3 separate regions of the Sus scrofa genome follow, and regions 1 and 3 are each linked to region 2. Evidence: chromatin contacts called from public HiChIP or PLAC-seq data. All regions are on one chromosome and are shown on one strand. The core of a region is the stretch at or near the end of the contact, and the rest is flanking DNA. Distances in the headings are between cores, read along the strand shown. Region 1 holds the start of FAM71E1 (protein FAM71E1). Region 2 holds the start of MYBPC2 (myosin-binding protein C, fast-type). Region 3 holds the start of POLD1 (DNA polymerase delta catalytic subunit).

Region 1 (2,842 bases), core at 28-2,527, 34 kb before region 2:
TGAAAACCAGACCCCGCAAACCAGCAGAACTTCCTTTCCAAGGTCACTTTCATGCCTAGGGTCATAAATATTCATGGGCACCCTGGGCTTCCTTCCCAAGCTAATATCCAAGCGGCCTCGTTTTCACTTTAACAGCCCCAACAGCCATGAGGCCCCCGCCCCGAGTTCCACCCTAACAAGCACACGCAAGTTCCCTTCCTTTTCTCCAACTCTCCAAATTTCTCAGACGTCTGTGTCCTCCACTCTACTGCCACAAGCCCGCCGGCAACCTTGATCCAGATTTAATCCCCAAGCTAAATGCTGCGCCCTCCTCATGAATATTCATGATCCAGAACTCCTCTCCCTTCGCCTTTTTCATTTTAGCCGCCCGAGTTCTGATTCGCCAAGATTCCACCCACGTCAGAACTTCTCGAGCAGATTCACGACTGCAGATTCCTAGCCTTCGAAATGTTTAGGTTTTTTTTTTCTTTTTGGCAGCGCACGCGGCATGAGGAAGTTCTCGGGCTAGGGATCGAACCCGTGCCAGAGCAGCGACCCAGGCCGTTGCAGCGACAACGGCAGATCCTTAACCTGCTGGGCCACAAGAAAATTCCGTTCAAATGTTAAAGATCTTGCCCCAACCTTCTCTTTCGGAATAGTCTCGTATTCACCGCACCGAACACCCGTCCGCACCCCCCCAAAAAAAACAACCCCAACCGAGCCCCGCCCCCTCATGCATATTCACTAACTAGTATCTTCCTAATTATCCTCTCACTTTCTCCCAGTCCTGCGGCCTCGGGCATGCACCTCGGGACCGCTTTCCCGGGTTTGCAACCTTGTCTTCCCTCAGCCCAGCGCAGCCTCGCTCCCACCATAACCGACCTAAAAGCCCGAGACACACAATTTCCGTCAGGCTCCGTGCTCCGTGCAGAGCGAATAAGCACTCACCCCCCGCACAGAGGCCCCGGACCTGCAACCACTACCCCTCGCCCGGCTGGGGGCTGCTGCAGCCATCACCAAGAGCAGCAGCAGCCGAGTAGCCCCAGCGCGGGCCCCGGCCATTTCGGCCCTTTCCCACCAGGCACCGGGCAGGAGTGAGCCGGGAGCCGCGGAGCACGCCGGGAAAAACGGGCCGCACCTCGTCGCCCGTGCGCCTGCGCCTTGCGTCGGCGCACTAGCGCCCGCCGTTACCGGGCAGAACGTCAGCGGAGCGGCCTCCGCTCCATCCGGGTCTCTGGGCACCTCCCCTGGATGACGCTACAGTCGCGGACGGCTTCTCCGTGACGTAGTCAAACCCCGTCCGCTGCGTTGTGACGTCACAGAGCCTACGGCCCCGCCCCCCTATTTTCTCCGAGGGCGCCTCCCTGCGTTTCCTCTAAGGGGCGGGGCGTTGCGATGAAACCAGTGCACCAGCCTAAGCCCGCCCCTGGTGGAGCCGGTGAGGCGGGACTAGGTGGGATGGCAGGTGAGAGGCGGAGCCGGGCCTGGAGGGGTTGGACCGGGTGAGGGATGGGGACTGCGATGCGGAGACCGCTAGCCCGAAACCCCCTATCCTCAGCGCGGGGTGGCCCGGGCCCTACCAGCTGGAGGGCCCCGGCGCAGGCTCTTGGAATAGACCTGAGAACTTCGCTGCCCCTGTAGAACGCCCCCTGTTTCCAGCCTGCCCCACGGGCCGGCCCGGGCGGCTCCAACGCCATCTCCTGAGCGGCGAGTTCGACCAGCTGCGAGACTTCCCCATCTTTGAGAGCAACTTCGTGCAGGTGTGAAGACCCAGGACCCTCCTAGCGCAAGCCTGAACCCCGATCTCCTGCCTTAGGGAACCTCTGTTCTCCCTGCTTCTGATCACTCCCCCATCACGCCCATCTCCTGAGATTCCTGACTGACACACACACACACACACACCACACACACACACACCACACCCCCGCCACGCCAGTACCTCCAAACCTGGCCTCTGATTCCCTGGGTCCAGTTTCCAGGCCTTCATATCCATATGACTCTTGACCTTTGACCCCTTGATTTGGTGGTTAACTTCCTTGGTTCCTTGAACCATAAACCTACCCAAATTCCTGCCCCCCATCTATCCAGCTTCTAACCTCTGACCCCCGGCCCCAGGTGACCCGGTTAGGAGAAGTTGCCAACAAGGTCACCATGGGGGTGGCAGCCTCCAGTCCAGCCCTGGAACTTCCAGACCTGTTGCTGCTGGCCGGCCCTGCCAAGGAGAACGGATGCCTGCAGCTCTTCGGGTGACTGCCCCCACCCCGGCCTAGACCTCTTCCTTCCCCAGCTCTGGGCATCCTAGGCCCCCTGCAGCACCTTCTTCCACCCAGACGACCCACGAGGGCTGCCAGCCCTCTCCAGGCTACTGTCCACCTGGAGAACAAGGACAGGGCCATCCAACAGGGGCCGGAAATCAGGGATGGATAGACAGGAGGGGGACAGCCCTCAGTCACACCCTGGCAGGGTCAGGAGAATGACCACTTATGCAGCACTTACTGCATGCCAGGTGTCCCCTGGACCACATGCATAGTCCCACCTCTGACCTCATAGTCTCGTATAATGGGGCCCCTCAGCCCAGTGCTCCAAAAAGAAACCCTGAGTCCCAGAGAGGGGAGCCACTTGCTCAGCACCCTGTGGTAGGTCAGAGGTGGAGTCTTGAGTTCCCGTGCCACATGCCACACTACCCCTTCAGGGTTTTGTGTTTTTTTGGCTGCACCTAGGGCATGTGGAAGTTCCTGGGCCAGGGATCAAACCTGAGCCACAGCAGCAACCAAGGCCGCAGCAATGACAACATGAGATCCTTAACCCCCTGCACCACAGGGAACTCCCAGGTCTTTGTCTTCTGCTTTGAAAAAGTAATGCA
Region 2 (2,700 bases), core at 190-2,689:
TCCTGGCCTTCAGGGGCCCCAGCTGCAGCGAAGGGCTGGGACCCCCCCCACCCCTGACCCCTCAGCCTGGTGGGCCTGGTACCAGCGGACCGGACCCCCCCCCCAGGAGGAGGGGTCCTTAGGGGGCGGGGCTTGTGACTCCGTCTGTTCACTTTCTCAGAGAGAGAAAGCTCCATCCCCGGAGAAAGATATCCCCACGCCGCCCCCAATCCTATTCTAAGGAGGACCCTGAATCTGCACATAAAGGCTCTGAGCCTCTATATGGAGAAGGTCCCCTAATTACTGCATGGGGAAACCCCAGTTCCTGCTGAAAGGCGGTCCCCTCATCCTTGTATAGAGAAGAGCTTTCTTTACCCGGCAAATAAGAGTTCCTAAGAGCGAGACAAGCCAGGGCCTCTTTCCCCTGCAGAGAAAGGTCCGGATCCTGACTCGGAAAAATGACCCCTAGCCCTTCTTAGGGGATCCCATCCCCAAATGTAGGGGACTCCCCCAGTCGCCCTGCAATGACTCGGGCATACACGGGCCTCCCGTCACTATCGAGAAAAAGGGAGCCAAATTCCCAATCAGAGAATCTCCACCAGCACCCAGAGTCATGCCCCCAACTCCCTCCAGAGAAAGGGCCTCCTCCCCCGACACACACATGCCTAGGGAAGGGGACCTCCACCCACCTCACATAGGTATGGGACCCTCCCATCTCCCACAAGGAAGGCACCCCATTCTGCCAACCCCACAGAGGGACTCAGAAAAGAGGACCACATGCCACGTAGGGAGGGAGACCCCACAGCCACCTGGTTTTGCCTCAGGCATGTCACCGGACCTCCTCCCGCTCCTGTGACCGCAGCTGTGTGACCACTGGCCCTAGGGAGGACAGGTGGGCCCCCAGAGGGAGCCCTTTAAGGAGTCCAGAGACTCCCAGGAGGCTCCGGGAGGCCCAGGACGTGCCTCCCCACCCTCGCTGGCGGCCGCGCATTCCGCCTGTGCGTCCTAAAGGGCGAGAAACAACAGCTGGACCAGGAGCGTTGGCTGAGCGCCAGGTCCCCCGGGAGGAGGGGGCTGGGCTTCTGACACCTGGGTCTGAGGGAGGGGGGCCTGGGGGCCTGGGCTCCAGGGAACAGGGGCAGAAGGGACCTGGGGTCCAGATTCTTGGGTCCTACGAAAAAGAGAAGGGTGAGGGCCTGGGGGTCCTAGGAAAAGGAGAAGGGGGACCTGGGGGCCTGGGCTCCAGGAACCAGGGGCAGAAGGGACCTGGGGTCCAGATTCTTGGGTCCTAGGAAAAGGAGAAGGATGAGGGCCTGGCTTCTTGGGTCCTAGGAGGAGAGACAGGAAGGGGACCCACCGGTCTGAAGTGGGTGTGAGGGCTCTGAGCCTGAACTCCGGCAGGCGGGGTCCGGATTCGCGGGGAAGACAGGGTCTAGAAGCCATTCTTAGTATTTGCAAGTCAGGAGTTTTCCGGAAACCAGAGCCGGGAGGGAGGGTCCGGTTTCCCAGCGTAGGCAGGACGGCGACGGGGGGAGGGGGGAGGCGAGGGAGAGGTCTCTGTGCCCGCTGGGCACCGAGGCGCAGGGATTCCGGAGTCCCACCCCCGAGGCCACCTGGGACCCCGGACTGGCTGCTGCCCCTCTTGGGACCGCGCCCGGGCAGCTCCCCGCCACGGTTCCCGGAGCGGGCGCGGCGGGCACCGGACGCAGGGGAGGGGGCGGCTGCCCCCAGAGGGGGCGGGTGAGGAGACCGGGAAGGCCCTGGAGGGCTGCCCGGACATTGGCGCCCTTCCCGGCAGGGGGACCTGTGGCTTTCTGAATTGGGGGGGGTGGCTAGACGCGATGTAGGGGGAGGCGAAGGAGATGAGGGGAGGATCGCGGGAGGACAGGGTTTTGGGGACACCAGGTGTTAGGGGGAGGAGGGCGAGGTGGGTGTGAGAGAGCGCGGAAGGCTGTGCGGGCTTGGGGTTGAGGCGGAGGGCGGGCGGGGAAGGAACGCCGGGTTAGGGACTCAGGATGAATGAAGACAAATTCCTCGGGGTTTTCTTCCTGCCCAACGCCCCCGCCCCCAGCCCACCGTTCTTTTCCAAAAGCCCCTAAGAGCCGGAAACTTTCCCGCCTCCAAGGAGCCCCAAGCCAACCCGGAGGCAGCTTCCCTGTGACGTCACGGGTCGCCAGGCAGGCTGCTCCGCGGCTCCAGCGGTCCCGGCCCGGGGGCGGAGCGCCCCGAGCCTCCCGCGCCCGGCCCCGCCTCCCTGAAGACGCTGTCCTGCGAGAGGGGGTCAAAGATCCAGAGAAGGGGGCAGAAATTCAGAAAGCAGAACATGGACCCAGACGGAGAGGGAAGCAGGGAGAGGGTGGGAAAGAACTCCAGTCGTTAAGAAGAGATGAAAATGGAATCGAACTCCCAGAGCCTGCATCTCAAGCTCTTACTTCAGCCTTCCAGGCTCAGCCTGGTTTGGCTCTAACTACCATCTCCTCTCTTCCCCCTCGCTCTCCCAGTGTCTCCGAGGGCCAGGAGGCCCGGGTGGATGGCAGAATTGCGGTCCCTGAGAAAGGATCCTAGGAGGTGTGTCTACCTTGATTTGTTTTATTTTATTCCACACTTGGGGTAATGATGTTTTGCAAAAGGTACCTCATGTGCAAGAGCAGGCCCCAGGAAGACCTTTTGTCCCTGGCATGCCCCTCCTCCGGCCAGGTGCACCCCCCCACCCCCCCGGAA
Region 3 (2,813 bases), core at 296-2,795, 34 kb after region 2:
AGTTATGTGAGTTAGACTCCACTTTAATGTCACTGGATCCCACAAATCTGCCCTGAGCCCCCACTTTCTTCTCTCGGCTCCCAAAGACTAGCACTGCCTCCTTATAGCTTGGCCCTCTGGCCTAAGAAGTCCTGTCCTTCCCTCAACCAAACTGAATTATCACTGGCTCCCCAGTGCCCGGCAAAGGCCCGGCCCCAAGAGCAGCTGGCTGAAGAAGTGAGGAGAGGGAACAGCATTGCAGGAGGAGGGAAGGGTGTGGCAGGCACAGGCCTGGAGTGGGGCAGGAAGTGGGGTAGGAACCTAAGGGGCTAGAGTGGGAAAGTGCAGGAAGAGGGGAGAAAAAGCAGGTGTGGCCAGGAGGCTGAGACCCTGACATCATCCTGCCCCCTCACACCCAAACCTGCTCCCCTCAACCTTCTCTCTCCAGCCCGCTGCTCACCCTGGGCGCCCCCTCCCTGTACGCTCATGTCATGCCAGCTCAAACCCCAAAGACAACCTGTGCGGATGGAGTCTGCCCACCTGCACTGCAGGCTAAGCCACCAACCACCCGCTCTTGCCTCCTAACTGGCCCTTCCTTCCACTCTTGCTCCTGCTACAATGCCACCCTGGATCAGCAGCCAGGGAGTTTGTTTTTCAAAACACAGAGGAGGGTCATGGTCCTCCAATGCCCCAAACCTCCCCTGGCTCCCAAGGAACCTAGAATAAAAACTAAACGCCACACCGAGACTTACAAGGCTCCTCGGCATCCGACTCCCCATCAGATCTCCAGCCTCACTGTTCCCTCCAGCTAGAAACACCCCAAGCCCCTTCCTGCTTCCAGGCCTTTGCACTTGCTTGTCCCCCCTGCCCGATCGCTCTCCAATGTCACTTCGTCAGAGAGACGATGTCTGATCACTCGAGCTAAAGAAGGCTGCTCTGTTTTACTTCACTTGGGATAACGTATTACGAGCTGAAAGCATTACTTTATCCTTACTACTTGTCTACTGTCTGTCTCCCCCTGACACAGTCTTCTCTACCTTGTTCCGGTGGTAGCCTCTGCTTCTAGAACAGTGCCTGGCACTGAGCACTCAACATTTCGTGAATAAAAGATGACGCTAGGTCCCCATGTGCACTATTCAGTCTCCAATGCCTCGGGAACGCGCAGCCCCTAAGACCCTCCAGGGTACGTCACCCCCAGTCCCCAGAGCTGGAGCCCCTGCATACGGAAGGGGCCCCCGCCAACCCCTGTCATCTTCCCGCGCGCCCCCGCGCACGCGCCCACGACCACTGGCCCCTGCCTCTCTTTCGCGCGCCCCGAACCAAGGCGGGGGATCCCCCTCGCCGCCACGCTTCACGAGACGCCTCACAACCTTCTCCCAGGCCCAAGCGCCCGGCTCTTCAAGCCGCCTCCACTGCCAGGCGGAGTCCCCGGCAATTCCCCTTCTCCCGTAACTCACCCGCTTCAAACAGCGTTTCCCGCCACAGCCCACGCCGCCGTGACCCCTGACTCCAGCGTGCGCAGGCCCAGAGCCACCGCGCGCCGAGCCGGGCCACGCCCCTCCAGCCCACACGGGGAGGCCACGCCCCGTCCCCCCGCCAAGGCAAGGCCACGCCCCTCCGTCCCAGCAGAGGGCGTGGCCTAGTCTCCTGGCCGACAAATCCTCACCAAACCCCGCCCGCCAGACCTTTGCGGCAGGAGGCCACACCTCCTTTTTGCAGCCGCGTCGTGGGCCCGGGTGTTTACTGCGTGCGCAGCGGCGGTGGCCTCCTGCCCCCTTCCGCCCCAGTTCCGCCAGACCTGGGGTGCTGGGCGCACAATCTCTTCTTCTGCACCTGCCTGCTGTCCGAGGCCGTGTCGGGAGGATCACCTCCTCCCTGTTCATTCTTCCACCCACGGCCTGACCTCCACGTAGTGACAGGCCAGTGAATGCTCAGATCCTAACCTGGTCTAGCTCATGGCCTCAGTTTCCCCACCTGTAAACTGGACTCAGCTCAGGGTTGGCAGATGACTTGTAGGGTAAGAGGCACACCACTTGGAATAGGACGGTCGGCGAGTTCCCGTCGTGGTGCAGCAGAAACGAATCTAACTAGGAACCATAAGGTTGCGGGTTCGATCCCTGGCCCTGCTCAGTGGGTGGCTTAAGGCTCCCACGTTGCCCTGAGCTGTGGTGTAGGTCGCAGACGCGGCTCGGATCCCGCGTTGCTGTGGCTGTGGCATAGGCCGGCAGCTATAGCTTCGATTAGATCCCTAGCCTGCGAACCTCCATATGCCGCGAGTGCGTCCCTGAAAGGCAAAAAGAAAAAGAAAAAAAAAGGAATAGGACAGTCGCTTGTAACTATTCTTACTTCTGCCATCCTCTCTTCCCCCTAAAAAAACCCTTTCAGTCCCCATCCCTCCAAGCAACACCTCCTTCACTCTCAGGCAGGACTGCCCATCTATCTAGCTCACCTCCGTGGCCCCTTAGGCCCTGGTGCAGGTGAAGGTAATTTTTTTTTTTTTTTTTGCCTTTTCTTGAGCCGCTCCTGTGGCACATGGAAGTTCCTAGGTTAAAGGTCTAATCGGAGCTGTAGCTGCCAGCCTATGCCAGAGCCATAGCAACGCGGGATCCGAGCCACGTCTGCGACCTACACCACAGCTCCTGGCAACACCGGATCGTTAACCCACTGAGCAAGGGCAGGGATCGAACCCACAACCTCATGGTTCCTAGTGGGATTCATTAACCACTGTGCCATGACGGGAACTCCTGGTTTGTTGCATTTTTAAGATTCCACATATAAGTGATATCATACCGGTTTTGTATTTATTTTTCTTATTTCACTTAGCACAATGCCCT

The links. HiChIP or PLAC-seq counts read pairs in DNA pulled down with a chosen protein or histone mark.
Region 1: a contact with region 2 is called in an H3K27ac HiChIP or PLAC-seq map of skeletal muscle. The contact joins the promoter of FAM71E1 here to the promoter of MYBPC2 in region 2. A contact is called at or near these places in 4 of 47 Hi-C or Micro-C datasets (embryonic fibroblasts, epiblast stem cells, heart right ventricle and 1 more) and 2 of 2 datasets of contacts at active chromatin or transcription factors (alveolar macrophages and skeletal muscle).
Region 3: a contact with region 2 is called in an H3K27ac HiChIP or PLAC-seq map of skeletal muscle. The contact joins the promoter of POLD1 here to the promoter of MYBPC2 in region 2. A contact is called at or near these places in 4 of 47 Hi-C or Micro-C datasets (embryonic fibroblasts, heart right ventricle, mesenteric adipose tissue and 1 more) and 2 of 2 datasets of contacts at active chromatin or transcription factors (alveolar macrophages and skeletal muscle).

What each region holds. Positions count from the first base shown.
Region 1 is chr6:55,314,704-55,317,545 of Sscrofa11.1, reverse strand. FAM71E1 (protein FAM71E1) reads left to right here and starts at 1,277. Exons shown (of 5, transcript XM_005664786.3): 1 at 1,277-1,444; 2 at 1,621-1,739; 3 at 2,095-2,225. The coding sequence starts at 1,375. It overlaps EMC10 (ER membrane protein complex subunit 10), which reads right to left and starts at 1,162. Exons shown (of 7, transcript XM_003127366.5): 1 at 928-1,162. The coding sequence starts at 1,041.
Region 2 is chr6:55,280,730-55,283,429 of Sscrofa11.1, reverse strand. It overlaps MYBPC2 (myosin-binding protein C, fast-type), which reads right to left and starts at 1,439. Exons shown (of 30, transcript XM_003127371.5): 1 at 1,337-1,439; 2 at 789-984. The coding sequence starts at 807. SPIB (transcription factor Spi-B) reads right to left here. Exons shown (of 6, transcript XM_003127365.3): 6 at 2,549-2,700.
Region 3 is chr6:55,246,531-55,249,343 of Sscrofa11.1, reverse strand. POLD1 (DNA polymerase delta catalytic subunit) reads right to left here and starts at 1,545. Exons shown (of 27, transcript XM_003127364.5): 1 at 1,437-1,545.